Regions from separate parts of the Pan troglodytes genome. Here regions 1, 2, 3 and 5 are each linked to region 4. Evidence: chromatin contacts called from public Hi-C and HiChIP or PLAC-seq data. All regions are on one chromosome and are shown on one strand. Each heading gives the region's core, a stretch centred on a gene start, on an enhancer-like site or on the middle of the called end of the contact. The rest is flanking DNA. Distances are from core to core; before and after follow the strand shown.

The links. A called contact is a pair of places that touch in the nucleus more often than the background predicts. HiChIP or PLAC-seq counts read pairs in DNA pulled down with a chosen protein or histone mark.
Region 1: a contact with region 4 is called in an H3K4me3 HiChIP or PLAC-seq map of stem cell-derived excitatory neurons, with 12 times the contacts expected there. The contact joins the promoter of MRPL33 here to the promoter of FOSL2 in region 4. A contact is called at or near these places in 1 of 7 Hi-C or Micro-C datasets (stem cell-derived neural progenitor cells) and 1 of 1 datasets of contacts at active chromatin or transcription factors (stem cell-derived excitatory neurons).
Region 2: a Hi-C map of induced pluripotent stem cells shows a contact between it and region 4, with 2.7 times the contacts expected there. The contact joins the enhancer-like site here to the promoter of FOSL2 in region 4. A contact is called at or near these places in 2 of 7 Hi-C or Micro-C datasets (induced pluripotent stem cells and stem cell-derived neural progenitor cells) and 1 of 1 datasets of contacts at active chromatin or transcription factors (stem cell-derived excitatory neurons).
Region 3: a Hi-C map of stem cell-derived neural progenitor cells shows a contact between it and region 4, with 3 times the contacts expected there. The contact joins the enhancer-like site here to the promoter of FOSL2 in region 4. A contact is called at or near these places in 2 of 7 Hi-C or Micro-C datasets (blood and stem cell-derived neural progenitor cells) and 1 of 1 datasets of contacts at active chromatin or transcription factors (stem cell-derived excitatory neurons).
Region 5: a Hi-C map of stem cell-derived neural progenitor cells shows a contact between it and region 4, with 7 times the contacts expected there. The contact joins the enhancer-like site here to the promoter of FOSL2 in region 4. A contact is called at or near these places in 2 of 7 Hi-C or Micro-C datasets (blood and stem cell-derived neural progenitor cells) and 1 of 1 datasets of contacts at active chromatin or transcription factors (stem cell-derived excitatory neurons).

Annotation. Positions count from the first base shown.
Region 1 is chr12:95,087,355-95,090,054 of NHGRI_mPanTro3-v2.0_pri, reverse strand. MRPL33 (mitochondrial ribosomal protein L33) reads left to right here and starts at 1,409. Exons shown (of 4, transcript XM_009442211.5): 1 at 1,409-1,521; 2 at 2,396-2,414. The coding sequence starts at 1,500.
Region 2 is chr12:95,106,140-95,108,839 of NHGRI_mPanTro3-v2.0_pri, reverse strand. It overlaps LOC107973410 (a long non-coding RNA gene), which reads left to right. Exons shown (of 3, transcript XR_008546373.2): 2 at 1,379-1,454. Among named protein-coding and RNA genes, the nearest start is that of MRPL33, 19 kb to the right of the region's middle. Within about 2 kb of position 1,294, at least 3 of the 24 cell types and tissues checked have an H3K27ac peak or open chromatin away from gene starts, as enhancers often do. A contact at or near this core is called in induced pluripotent stem cells, where this site is marked.
Region 3 is chr12:95,135,250-95,137,949 of NHGRI_mPanTro3-v2.0_pri, reverse strand. The region is part of intron 1 of LOC107973410 (a long non-coding RNA gene); the gene reads left to right. Among named protein-coding and RNA genes, the nearest start is that of MRPL33, 48 kb to the right of the region's middle. Within about 2 kb of position 1,264, at least 10 of the 24 cell types and tissues checked have an H3K27ac peak or open chromatin away from gene starts, as enhancers often do. A contact at or near this core is called in stem cell-derived neural progenitor cells, where this site is marked.
Region 4 is chr12:94,462,402-94,465,101 of NHGRI_mPanTro3-v2.0_pri, reverse strand. It overlaps FOSL2 (FOS like 2, AP-1 transcription factor subunit), which reads left to right and starts at 1,270. Exons shown (of 4, transcript XM_009442218.5): 1 at 1,270-2,281. The coding sequence starts at 2,180.
Region 5 is chr12:95,154,874-95,157,573 of NHGRI_mPanTro3-v2.0_pri, reverse strand. No RefSeq gene overlaps it. Among named protein-coding and RNA genes, the nearest start is that of SLC4A1AP, 40 kb to the left of the region's middle. Within about 2 kb of position 1,358, at least 1 of the 24 cell types and tissues checked has an H3K27ac peak or open chromatin away from gene starts, as enhancers often do. A contact at or near this core is called in stem cell-derived neural progenitor cells, where this site is marked.

The DNA.
Region 1 (2,700 bases), core at 160-2,659, 620 kb before region 4:
TAAGGGACAGAACAAGGACTAGAAATCATGTTCCTTGGCTTCCAGTCTTGTGTTTTCTTATAAATCCTCTAAAGGAAATATAAGAAACCTTATCCTCTTGAACAGCTGAAGCTCTTTTTTGCCAATGCAAGGTAAGGAAGGATTTCGGCACCTGGAAGGTACTCAGTAGCTGGAGTCAGGTTATGGGAAGGTAAATATCAAGAATGATTAGAAGGAAAAAAAGTATTATAGGTACTAAGGAGAAGGACGGTCTTAATTTAAAAAATTGAATTGTATTGTATGGAGAGCTGATTTTTTTCCTCCTCATCTTCTTTGTGATGGCACAGAGAGCTGAATTTTCTTTAAAAACAGTTTTATTACCTTTTTTTTTTTTTTTTTTTTTTGAGACGGAGTCTCACTTTGTCGCCCAGGCTGGAGTGCAGTGGCGCTATCTCGGCTCACTGCAACCTCCGCCTCCCGGGTTCAGCTAATTTTTGTATTTTTAGTACAGGCAGGATTCCGCGACGTTGGCCAGGCTGGTCTCAAACTCGTGACCTCAAGTGATCTGCCTGCCTCAGCCTCCCAAAGGGCTGGGATTACGGGCGTGAGCCATGCGATTAAATCTTATTTCACATCTGTAAGACTTCATATGTAGATACAAATCACGGATTAGGAAAAAAATTCAAAAGTCCTGATTATTAGTTGCGAAATGAGGTTACTGACGAGGTCCTTGGTGTTAGAGGAGCCCAGGTTCCTTACAGAGCCATGAAAAATTAATGATTGCAAACTGGTAGGTCCCAATGTCTACTGGGAAAGGCATGAGTCTTTGGAGTCAGATAAAATCTAGGTTTAAATTCTTACTCTGCCACCTGGTAGTTCTGTGATATTAGGCACGTGATGTGAGTGCTCTCAATCTGTTATTTGGCTTCTATGTCAGGAACTGTGCTAGGTGTTTGGATACAGAAGTTTGAGATGCAAAGGGTCCTGCCCTCCTAGAGATTGGGATAACTAAGGAAAGGTGGGGTTCTTAATGCCGAAGGGACTCAGAAGAGTGAGAGTAAGGCTTAACCAGGCGGAGAGGGAGTTGGGTCGGGGGAGGCAACATTTTAAGAAAATATGCGAGGGGCTGATACGCTGGAGCGGCCGAAGTACAATACACAGTTGTTCTTGTGGGTCTAATGCAGGTGGTTGCGATTATTTCGTGAAACAAATATGGAAAGCACCTAACGCTGAAAGCACTTGACCCAGAAATAGGAGTCAGGGCCGGGGCGCGAACCCTGAGCTGTAAATCCCTTTCCAGAATGATGAGGATTCCAACCTCCAGCACGACAAAAGCAAAACACACTCGCTCTGAGAAACCGAGGAACGAGCCAGACGACTAGAGGCAGGTTCCAGGCGGGGGGCGTGGCCTCGGGCGACTGCCGGATGTCCTCTTCCAGAACCGGGCCGTGCCCCGGAAGCAGTTGTTGTTGGTTGGGGGCCTTTTGGCCGGTGACGGAGACTGCCCAGGTGTGGTCACCATGTTCCTCTCCGCGGTCTTCTGTAAGTGGGGCTGGAGACGCCGGTAGGGGTTACGGCGAGGGTTAGGGGGCCGTGACAGGCAGGGCCCCGGAATGATGCGGGGAAGGATGTGCGAACAGGACGGGAAGCTGCAGCTGCGTACTTTTCCAGGCCTTCAGGACCACAGCGTCCGGCATGCCCCGCGGCGCGCCTTCCTGCGCGGACCTGTGGGTGCCTGAGAAGGGGTCTGCGGTGTCTGGATTCAGTTGCCGTCCTCACGGACTGTTGAGTCTGGCTGTGGGGCGTTTTTCTCCAGCCCGTGTTAGGAGAATCTTTGTCCGAAGGACCTCAGAATTTGCAGCCCACCCATTTCGAACTCTAAAAATAAGGAAACCGCTCCCTAGAGGGGCAATGAATTGCCTGAGTAATGCGGCAGGGCAGTTAAAGAAGTCCTCGGGCTCCCGAGTCAGTGCTCTTCTTTACCCCTGGCTGACTTCCCAGTTAGATTTAGTATCTGGTTTTCACCACATGTGATGGTTGTTGCAATTTGCAAAGGTTAAACTTGTCAAACAAGAAGCTTGCTGCAGCGCGAATACTTGCACCTTAGAAGAGGGAAAAAATGGAGCAGGTATTACTTTAGAAAGATTTAAAAGGTAGCCAGTCCAACAGTCATGAAATTATGCAAAATATTAAATCTAGAATTGTGTTGGTCTGATTGGATCTTTTAACCTTCCTTCTATAAAATCCTAAGGGGATCCCTAATAGATAGGGAATAGTTACTTGAGTGACACCTCATGGCATATTTCATAAGTTAAATATTTTTGGTTATTACTGATATTTATATGAACTTTGCATAAGAAAGAGAATACATTTATATTTTTATTTTCTTTTCCAACCCTTCCTGTCTACAAAAAAGTTGCCAAGAGCAAGTCAAAGTAAGTAAAGATTTTTCCTTTTTTAAACGTCACTTGTTTATGTTAGATTTGTTAGTCTAGCTGCTCCCAGTACATCCTTATATGAAATTAAGCATTGGGCCTTGATTTCCTAAGAGTTGGTTTGTGGATTACTTAGTTGATTATTTTTTCTCTATGAACTCTTTCAAAAATATTTTCCCTCCTGCTGAACTGAGCTACTTCTGTGAGCATTGAAATACTTGAAGGAACCTTTGCTGCTTTTCTAGTCCCAGGATTTGTGAGCTCACTGTCTGTTTCTAAACAAACC
Region 2 (2,700 bases), core at 45-2,544, 640 kb before region 4:
TTTTAGGAAGAGCTCAGTGGGTTGTTGAACTGGCGTGGATGCCCTTGGTAGCCCTGCCAGAGAGAGGAATAGGACACAACCCCCACCCATCCTCCTGTCACCTGCCTTCACAGTCACAGTCCCTTCAGTCACCAAATGGGAACAGCACAGCTCGGCCCTGCCTGGGTTTCCTCTCCCCTTGTTTGCAAGGACTCCTGAGAATTCACACATATCCTGGGTGTCCTCCCTGCCAGTCACCAGCTCAATCCTGCTGGTGCCCACTGCAGAAACAGACCCCTCTCTTTTTTTTTTTTTTTTTGAGATGAAGTCTTACTCTGTCACCCAGGCTGGAGTGCAGTGGTGCCATCTCAGCTCACTGCCATCTCCACCTCCTGGGTTAAAGCGATTCTTCTGCCTCAGTCTCCCGAGTAGCTAGGATTACAGGCTCCTGCCACCACACTCAGCTAATTTTTTTGTATTTTTAGTAGAGACAGGGTTTCACCATGTTGGCCAGGCTGGTCTCGAACTCCTGACCTCAAGCGATCCGCCCGTCTCGGCCTTCCAAATTGTTGGGATTATAGGTGTGAGCCACCATGCCCAGCCCAAGCCCCTCTCTTAAGTTCTCCAAGCACAGCTTTAACAAAACTCCCCATAACCTCTGCAGAGATGCCATTCTCTCTCAAAGAAAGCCACATTTTTATAGTGACTAAGAGGAGCCTGTGGCCTCACGTTGTCCTGCATTGCACTGTCTCCTTTCCAGAAAAGGTTCACGTTTTATCCTTGCATAACCCAAAGACCTATTAAAATCTTTTCCTAAAAACAAAAGGGATTATTCCCACAAGAGCAAGTTGCTTCCACCTCCACCGGAGACAAAGAAATTGGAATCAAAACCCCAAGCCCATGTGGCTCAGAATAGCAGTTTGCTCTTTTTTTCTTGCCATTGCTTTTTTCAAAAATAGCGGAGGCCATTTTTTGCACACCACATTCTATACCTGTTTGGAAACCAAAGGCTGAGTCTGAAAGAGGGTCAGGGACTGGGCTGGGAAGGGAAGGCTGCAGGAGAGACTCAGGAAGAGGGAGTGAGGTCAATGAACACAGCAATCGCCAGTTTTTCCAAGACTGAGACCTTTTATCGTGGAGTCAGATGTGGGGAGAGGGGGCCAGGCGTCAGCTAGCTGTGGGATCACGGGCAAGTCTTGGAGGTGCCTCTTCCAGCTTCAAATCTCTATGTACTTTGGGGAGGCAGGGGGTTTGCTTCCCAGGTGCAGGCTTGCACCTGCCTCTTTCTGGATTGCATCAGAGCTGCTCAGGACTCATTTCCCCACCCCCACAGGCGCCTACAGCTCCCTCCCCCTCCCATAACTTATTAGCTACAGATAACATCCCTTTGTTCTCCCAGTGACTCCACACCCACAGAAGGAGAGGGGGATGAAGAAATCTGCCAGGAGGGTGCCTCCCGCCAGTATCTGATGAAGGTAAGAGGTAAGAGGCTGCCCGTTTACTGCTTGTGCCTTCCAGGGAAGCTTCTTCCCCAGGGCCTCTACCCGTTTCGGGAGGCGTTTCTGGGCTAGGCTTCCTGGCAGGGGAGGCTCTCAGGCACTGGGGCCGCTGAGGGTATGTGGTGAAGCGCTTGGCTTGGAAATCTTTGCCTTAGGGACTCATTAAGAATTTTTTCAGGGAATCCTCGTCGGGTGTCTTCCAATGGCTTCCCACCAGGTTACAGTCAGGCCGAAACCTCTTTTTTTTTTTTTTTGAGATGGAGTCTCGCTCTGTCGCCCAGGCTGGAGTGCAGTGGCGCGATCTCGGCTCACTGCAAGCTCCGCCTCCCAGGTTCACGCCATTCTCCTGCCTCAGCCACCCGCGTGCCCGGCATGGCCCAAACTTCTAAGCCTTTTTTGCCAGTCCTTTTCCCAGACCCACTGAGCTCCAGTTACATAGAACCACGTGCGATTTCCTTGAAAACATTATGCATTTTCATGCTTCCGTGGCTACTTTGCATATGCTGTTTCCTTTGCCTGGAGTGCCCCCTACCACTTCTCTTCTTAAAGAACTCCTATTCATCCTTCAAGACCCTACTCAAAAGTCAGGTTCTTTTTCAAAGCCTTGCTTGACTTCCCAGACAGGGTGGGATGCTCTGTGCTCTAGGCACAGGGTTCCTTCCCTGGCTCATCTGGGATTAGGGTAATTATTAGAATTTACATGTTTATCTTCCTTCTAGTTGTTCCTCCAGGGCAGGGACTGTCATTCACCTTTGCAAATGTGGTGTACAGCACAGTGCCAGGCCCTCGTAATTCCTCAGCCAGTATTTGTGGCAGGATAAACACAGTTTCTTCTGGATTTATTGTAATTTTGAGTAGCATTAAGAGAATGCTTTTGTCTCTGTGGACATTCCCTGGCCTCCAGTGGCATCTCTCCAGACAAAGGTCACATATTTGTGAATCTGTATATTCACACAGCATCAGCATGTCACTTCTCAGGTATTTTACATCTGATTTATTTATTTTACACATTAACCCTATGGGTGGTTGTTATTGTTACCATCATAAAATAAAGAGATCGAGATGCTAAGAGATTAAGTACCATGTTCAAGGTATCAGCACTTGGATGGCAGAGCTGGGACCTGAAACCAGGTATTCTGGCTGCAAAATCTTTTATCTACATCTGAGTTTCTGAGTAAGTGGTCTTTGAATCAGTAGGTCAGCGTCCCCTGGGGACTTGTTA
Region 3 (2,700 bases), core at 15-2,514, 670 kb before region 4:
AACCTGAGTTTCTGTGGCCTTCCACATGCCAATGGCTCCCCACCTGGATAGATGAATAGCTGCTGCCTCTGATCATGTGACCCAAGAATGGAGGGGACCAGGGCTCCCCTTCTCTAGCCAGCAGCATCTGCCAGGGTGTCATGTCCAGGCCCTTTAGATAGCCCAGGAGCCTGCAGCCCTCAGTCAGCAAGAGCTTACCCAGGGCAGCCTGGGCTAAGGGGTATGGAGGAAAAGGCACCTGCTCTGCCTTGGGTCTAGGCAACGAAGGTGTGGATATTTGTTGTTTGTTCAGTGGCCTACTGTTAGGAAACAGTAGCCCCACAGCTTTGCAGAGCCTGACAAAGGCAAGAAACTGTCACATGTCTGCCCTCATTTGTAGTTTTTTCTTGTTGTTGCTGTTGTTTTGAGAAGGAGTCTCACTCTGTCACCCAGGCTGGAGTGCAGTGGCATGATCTCAGCTCACTGCAACCTCCACTTCCTGGGTTCAAATGATTCTCCTGCCTCAGCCTCCCAAATAGCTGGGATTACAGGTGTGCACCACCATGCCCGGCTAATTTTTGTATTTTTAGTAGAGATAGGGCTTCACCATGTTGGCCAGGCTGGTCTTGAACTCCTGGTCTCAAGTGATCTACCCGCCTCAGCCTCTCAAAGTGCTGGGATTACAGGTCTGAGCCACCGTGCCCAGCTAATTTTTGTTTTATTATTATTATTATTTTGGAGATGGGGTCTCACTCTGTTGCCCAGACTGGAGTGCAGTGGCATGATCTTAGCCCCCTTCAACCTCTGCATCCCAGGTTCAAGTGATTCTCCTGCCTCAGCCTCCCAAGTAGCAGGGATTACAGGTGTCCGCCACCACGCCTGGCTAATTTTTGTATTTTGGTAGAGGCAGGGTTTCACCCTGTTGACCAGGCTGGTCTTGAACTCCTGACCTCAAGTGATCTGCCCGCCTCTGCCTCCCAAAGTGCTGAGATTACAGGTGTGAGCCACCACGTCCGGCCATCTGCCCTTATTTAATCCTCACCATATTGTTGTCAGGTGAACAGTTTTCAGCTGTTTCCTACCCCCTTTATGATGAGTGAACTGAGGCTGAGAGAGGTGAAGCTTTGCTCGTAGTCACATATCCTAACCCAAGTGAACGTTGGGGCTTCAACCCTAGCTCAGAGAAAAGTGATCAAGGATGCTGAACTCCAAGGAGCCCGGGAGTTGTGCTCCAGATGAAGTTCCTCCACTTTCACAGTAGGGGGCGAACCTGGAGCCTTGCTTGAAGAACTGGGATGAAAAGTCCACAGTCCTGCCCTGGCCACAGGCAAAAGACAAGGCTGGCAGCTCCCACTGTGGCGCTGGGAGAGCTTCCTCTCTCTACCCCGGCCCACACAGGGAGTGGGCTGTGGAGTCCTGATGAGAACCTGCTGGGGCAGCAGGTAAGGGCGCTGCACATACTCTGGGTGGGGAGGAAACCTGCAATAACCGAGAAGGCGGCTCCAGAAGCTCAGGGACCTCTCAGTTCCCTGGAGGGAACCAAGGCTTTAGTGCTGGCCACGGAGTGGGTCAGCCACACCAGAGTCTCTGTGAATGTTAAGCCAGACTTTGGAGAAGGGAGACACAGAGGTGGGTGTGGCAGAGACTGCAGATGTAAAGAGTTCTATGTGTTTATTCCACAAATATTTTCTGAGCATCCACTGTGTGCCAGACACTGTTGTAGACATCAGGGATACAGCAGTGAATAAAGCAAATATATGCATACAGGTGTCTCATAGACAACTCGCTTGTGAGTCAGCTCATTTGTGAGTTGATTCTTTTGACCCCAGGCAATGTAATGCAAAATTCAGCCCCCTTAGCAGCTTCCAGAAAATGGTTTTTCCCCACCAAACACGGCGGGGCAGAGGGTTTTACTGAAGATTTACTGGGTCATAATGAGAGGCTGCAGCTGCTCCTCTTGTGCCACCCCCTCTGTGAATGTCAGGGTACATGACCCTTCTCCCAGCTCTCCTGACATGCAGCCAAGCTGGGGGCTCACCGCCCTCCCTCCACCTCCTGCACCCAGGCTCCCTGCCTGGCTAGCCTTTCTCCAGCAGTTTTCTCACAGACATTTAGTCTTGGGAGGGGAGGCTTTTGTCCCATTCCTGTGTCACTGTTTGGCCCTGAAGGACACAGCCTCTTTCCCCAGGGCCCCTCCTTTCTGAAATGGGGATGTTGTCCCTATGCCATTCCTACTTCTCAGAATTATTCCAGGGTGAGATGAGCTCATATCTGAGAAGGGTTACACTCAGAACTCTCTAGCACCTCGGGTCATGGCAACTGGAGACAGCATCTTGCTCTGAACCAGGCCCCAGCGTCCTACAAATGGGTGACCTGGTGTCATTATGGGAGTAAATATTGAGCTGCTCTCCTTGTATTTTGGATTGGGTATAATTTAGTACCCTGTTCTCACTCTTTTATTAATAAAATAAAACAATAAACACATACTACCATCAAAAGAACACTGACAGCCTGTGTTTATGTGTTTATGTTGTGTCTGTGTCTAAGAAGCTGCAACTGCTATGTCAATTTTTAACAAAATGAGTTTTCACTCAGTGCTGGGGGGTATGATAATTCAAAACAAAAAGGGAGGGCAGATTCTTCCACTGTGTCTTTTAGTTTTTGCTTTTTTACTCTTTTCCTTTTTCTTTCTTTTTTTTTTTTTTTTTTCTGTTAAAACAG
Region 4 (2,700 bases), core at 21-2,520:
CTTCCGCTACAGTACTTCTCCATTCACACACACCATCATCTCAGCGGAAGGATTGGAGCTCCAGAGCAGAGAAGGGCCTAAGGTCATGTCTCCAAACTCCTTCACTTTATAGGAGGAAACTGAGGCCCAGAGAGGTTAAGGAATTCGTCCAAGATCTCACAGCTCGTAAATAGCGTAGCCGGGCGTTCCTGCTCCAAGGTCTGTGCTCTGTACCCTGCGCCGCGCCCCTCTCAGCCCCGCCCAGCGAGGGAGGAGGACCCAAATGTCCGGCAACCCGCGCCCTGAACTTCGCTCCAAAACAGCTGAAGACGACAACGTTGGGGCACACCCTCTCGCTGGCTATTTTTTTTTTAAATTCGTAACAGTCTGGAGTTTGCTTATAAACGCCCGATTACTCTTATTAGATGCGTCCTAATTGCCCGGCGTACAGGGCGGCCGGAATGTCTTGACTGGTTAATTTCATCTTCAAGGCTACTCCTAACGAATTAACTGTAGGACCGAAAACATGAAAAACAAAAAACAAAAAGGGAAGCGGTAGGCAGACCGCCACGGAGGGAAAAATAGGCAGGCCAGCCCCGCCCGGCGCCGTGCCCCGCCAAGACCCGGCCGCAGGGCGGCGCGGGCACCCTGCGCGCCCGCTGCACTCGGCGGCGCCGCGGAGGGCGCCTACGACCGCGCGCAGCCGCGCCCTCCCTGCGAGCGGCTCTGCGCGCCCGGCTCCCGGCCTCCCGGTGGCGCCGCACCGAACCGCCCGTCTCGCCGTCAGGGCTGTGATTATTTTCTAAAATCCGGAGCTGAGACCCGCGCGGCCGCTCTCGGGGCCCCGCCCCGAGCCCCTTCCCAGGGCGGGGGAGAGGCCGCAGCGCACTCGGGAGCGGGCGAGGGAATCCCTCTCCCTCCACGTCACCCGAAAGCGAGGAAACCCGCACTCGCGTCCTCTAACGCAAATGACCATCTTTGGCAACGTGCGCCAATGGAACAGACCAAGGGCGCTGGGCCCGGGGGGTGAGCGGGGGACTGGGGAGGGCCGGGGCTGCCTCGGCGCCCCCGAACCGTGCGTGCCGCCCGCTCCCGCCCGGGCCACCGCCTGGCTTCCTCGCGCGGGGTGCGCGGTTGGCGTCAGCGCGGCCGGGAGCCGGGGCTGGGAGGGGAGAGCTGCGCCCGCCTCCTCCCCTCCCGCGCCTCTTCCTCCTCCGCGGCCTCCTCCCCCCGCCTCCTCGTGCGCTCCTCCCTGCAAGGTGGAGTCTGGGGTTGACGTGAGTGAATCCACATGGTACAGGGCTGGAGAATAAAGAGTGTGAGTTGAACTCGTGCCATTGTAGTGACTCATCTCGGGCAGAGCGCTAGGGCTCCGAGCGAACCAGCGAGAGAGCGAACGAGCGGCGCTCGGCGGGGACAGAAAGAGGGAGAGAGAGAGAGAGAGAGGGAGAGGCGCGGCCGGGCGAGGCGGGCCCGTCCGGGAGCGGGCTCCGGGGAAGGGGTGCAGGTCTGGGCGCCGGAGCGGGGAGCGGGGCCGCGTCCCTCTCAGCGCCAGCTCTACTTGAGCCCCACAAGCCGCTGTCCCCCCTGGCGCGCTCGGGGCCGCGGGACGGGCGCACGCCGCCTTCTCCTAGTCAAGTATCCGAACCGCCCCGAAACTCCGGCGGCGAGTCGGCCACGGGAAGTTTATTCTCCGGCTCCTTTTCTAAAAGGAAAAAACAGAAGTTCTCCCAGCGGACAGCTTTTCTTTCCGCCTTTTTGGCCCTGTCTGAAATCGGGGGTCCCCGGGGCTGGCAGGCCAGGCTCGCTGGGCTCCTAATCTTTTTTTTAATTTCCAATTTTTGATTGGGCCGTGGGTCCCCGCTGAGCTCCGGCTGCGCGCGGGGGCGGGAGGGCGCGCGCAGGGGAGGGACCGAGAGACGCGCCGACTTTTTAGAGGGAGGGATCGGGTGGACAACTGGTCCCGCGGCGCTCGCAGAGCCGGAAAGAAGTGCTGTAAGGGACGCTCGGGGGACGCTGTTCCTGAGGTGTCGCCGCCTCCCTGTCCTCGCCCGCCGCGGTGGGGGAGAAACCCAGGAGCGAAGCCCAGAGCCCGCGGCGCGGCCGGCGGACGAACGAGCGCGCAGCAGCCGGTGCGCGGCCGCGGCGAGGGCGGGGGAAGAAAAACACCCTGTTTCCTCTCCGGCCCCCACCGCGGATCATGTACCAGGATTATCCCGGGAACTTTGACACCTCGTCCCGGGGCAGCAGCGGCTCTCCTGCGCACGCCGAGTCCTACTCCAGCGGCGGCGGCGGCCAGCAGGTAGGTGCGGGCCCCGGTGCACCTGGCGGCGCGGGCGGACCCCTGCCCTCTTCTCGCCGCCACTGCCTCTTTTGCTTTCTTTTCTTTTTCTTGGCGAGAAAATACCTACGGGCCACCGTTGTAAGTTCTGGATTTTCGTCCTCCCCTTCCCCCCCACCCCCTTTTAAACTAGGGGATTGGGGAGTGGGCTTGAAGAGACAACATGCCCTTTTCCTCTCACATTATATTTTACCCAGATAAACTCCTGGAATTGTAGGCCCCCTACCAGGAGCCTGTTACCTCCTTCCAAGAACTACTCCCCCTCCCCCGTGTCTGCCCCCCCCCCACCCCTGCCCCGCGTCTTCTCTCTGGGTGGTGGACAGACAAGAAAATCTTTGCACCCACTGGCACCTCTCGACATCCTGGGACCCTATTCCTTC
Region 5 (2,700 bases), core at 109-2,608, 690 kb before region 4:
GGCTTTAAAAGCCTTATCATAGGGTTCCTGTGCTTTTCCATCATCATGACCCCACACCTGCCCTTGTCCCTCCCTTTCTTCCACCCGATGAGGCATACCTGCTACTCTAGAAATAACAGGTTATTTGCCCCAAACACACCTTTGCTTTTTCCTCTCCCTATATTTTCTATCAAGCCTTTCTGCATAGGCCTCAGTTTCCTTGTCTATTAAATAGAGGAAATAATACCTACCCAACAGTATTGTTGCAGAGATTAAGTAACAAATATAAACTTTTAGCCATGTCCAACACATAATCACCTCCCCCCACCCCATGTAGTTATTATGAGTATCATTGTGGTCTTCCTTGCTCATGTTTGGTAAGTAAGGTACTACTTTTTTTCTTTTTAAGACTTTATTTTTTAGAGCAGTTTTAGGTTCACAGAAAAATTGAGCAGAAAATACAGAGATTTGCCATTGTCCCCACTCCTCTCATACACAGCCTCCCCCATTATCAACATTCCCCACCAGAGTGGTAAATTTGTTACAACTGATGAACTTATATTGACACACTGATATCACCTGAAGTCCACAGTTTACATTAGGGCTCACTCTTGATATTGTACATTCTCTGGGTTTGGAGAGATGTGTAACGTCATGTATCCATTATAGTATACAGACAAACATGGTTTCATTGCCCTAAAAATCTCTCTGTGCTCCACCCATTCCTCCCTCCCTCCCCCAGGCCCGGCTCATTTTTAACACAATCAGCTTGCCCCAAACTACCTTCAAGAGGCCTCCCTGATTGCAGAGACTATCACTAATCCCTCCTTCCCCACTAGCGCTACAGCACTTTATTTCTACTTCTATTACAGCCCTTACTCCAACGGCTTGATATTCATTACTGATATGTGTGTTTGGGTTACTTACGTTTGTCACTTACAAGTTCTTGAGGACAGGAACTACATTATCTTGTACCCCATCCATGGCACCTAGCAGTTCACAAATTGGTGCTCAGTTAGTTAACTGTTGGTTTCAATGGGTGGAGGGCTGAAGGGCAGGTCCTAGCCCCAGCCCTTCCTATCCTTGGGTTTTTCTGTCAGAGAAGGGATACCTTCTAGCCACTTTTAGTTCCAGGACCTTGCTCCAGACAAGCTGGATAGTCTAGGAACTGACCATTTTAGCAAGTTTAATCCAGAGGGCTGGATTTATGTCCTACTTGGGGCAAAACCAGGCATGAACTACTCCTTCCCATCAAGGAGCTCTGCACTCCAGCAGCTGGCTTTAATTTGGATTTTCCAGGACCAGCTGCATTTAGCTGGGGTTGGTTGGGTTTCCTCAGGTCTGCCTTTATCACGCACACCCCGTCAGAAGTTAATGCAACCACGGCAGGGAGTGACCACAAGGGGGCAGTATAGACCCATTACAATGCGGTCAACTTGCACAAGGGGCTGAAAGAAGATGAAGGTTTCAAAGCAGAAGAAAGAGTAAGAATCAGAAAAAAAGGAGGATTGTGAAAAAGTTAGGAGCAGCAAGCTAGTTTCGCTCACAGACATTCCTGGGCCCAAGACCTGGCAGCAGAAAGTTAGCCAGGGACACTGGTCAGGCCCAAATGGTGCTCCCAACTCTCCTCCAAAACTGCCTTTTCCAGTGCTTAATTTCACTTAGAGAAAGTCGCTCTCCATTTATAATGCCAATATTCTATGGAGGACTTTGGGCATTGCATATTTATTCCTTACACACTATATTTCAGCTTTACAGTTTACAGAGGATTTTTTTCACACTTGTTAAAAAAAAAAATCCGAATCCCCTATTAGACTTAAAAGGTAAAAACAGATGTTAATTACCTCTGTTTAAAGAAACTGAGGCACTGGGCAGGGTGGCTAACACCTGTAATCCCAGCATTTTGGGAGGCTGAGGCAGGTGGATCGCCTGAGGTCAGGAGTTCGAGACCAGCCTGGCCAATATGGTGAAACCCCGTCTCTACTAAAAATACAAAAATTAGCCAGGCATGGTGACCCCTGCCTGTAGTCCCAGCTACTCAGGCTGAAGCAGGAGAATCACTTGAACCCAGGAAGTGGAGGTTGCAGTGAGCCCAGATTGCATCATTGCACTCCAGCCTGGGCATTGCAGCGAAACTCCGTCTCAAAAAACACAAACAAAAACAAAAAAAACCTGAGGCTAGACACATGAAGTGACTTGCTCAAAGGCACACCGAGTTTGTGGTGGAACTACATCTAGATGTGAGTTTCTTTCATTTCTGTTCCTTTGCTTAGTCCTTCTAGTTTTCAATTGTTTATGTCTGTAAGCTTAGTGAGTTTTTAAGAGCAAGGACTGTATCTGATTCATCTTTATATCCCTGAATGGTGCCCCTTAATCTTTAGGGCTATGGCTGGGTGTGTTGTATAACACCTTCTCCAGAGTTAGAGTCCATGATCTATCTCTTACCCTCCATGATTCAATAATTCTGTGATTTTGAGGCACGGCCCTAACAAAGACAGTGGTGGCTATGAGTGATCCTACTGGCTGAGCATTTCAACAAGGGCAGCCACTTGGCTGCATCCTTCGTAATACAGAGAGGGTGTGAGACAGTTTTCCAAAGTATACACGAGTGTCCCTGGTGTCACAAGAGTCGACTTTAGGGAATGAGGATGAAAATGTTTAATTTTAGTAGCTACACATATAAATACATATAAACAGTATAAATGTAATATGTCACATTGC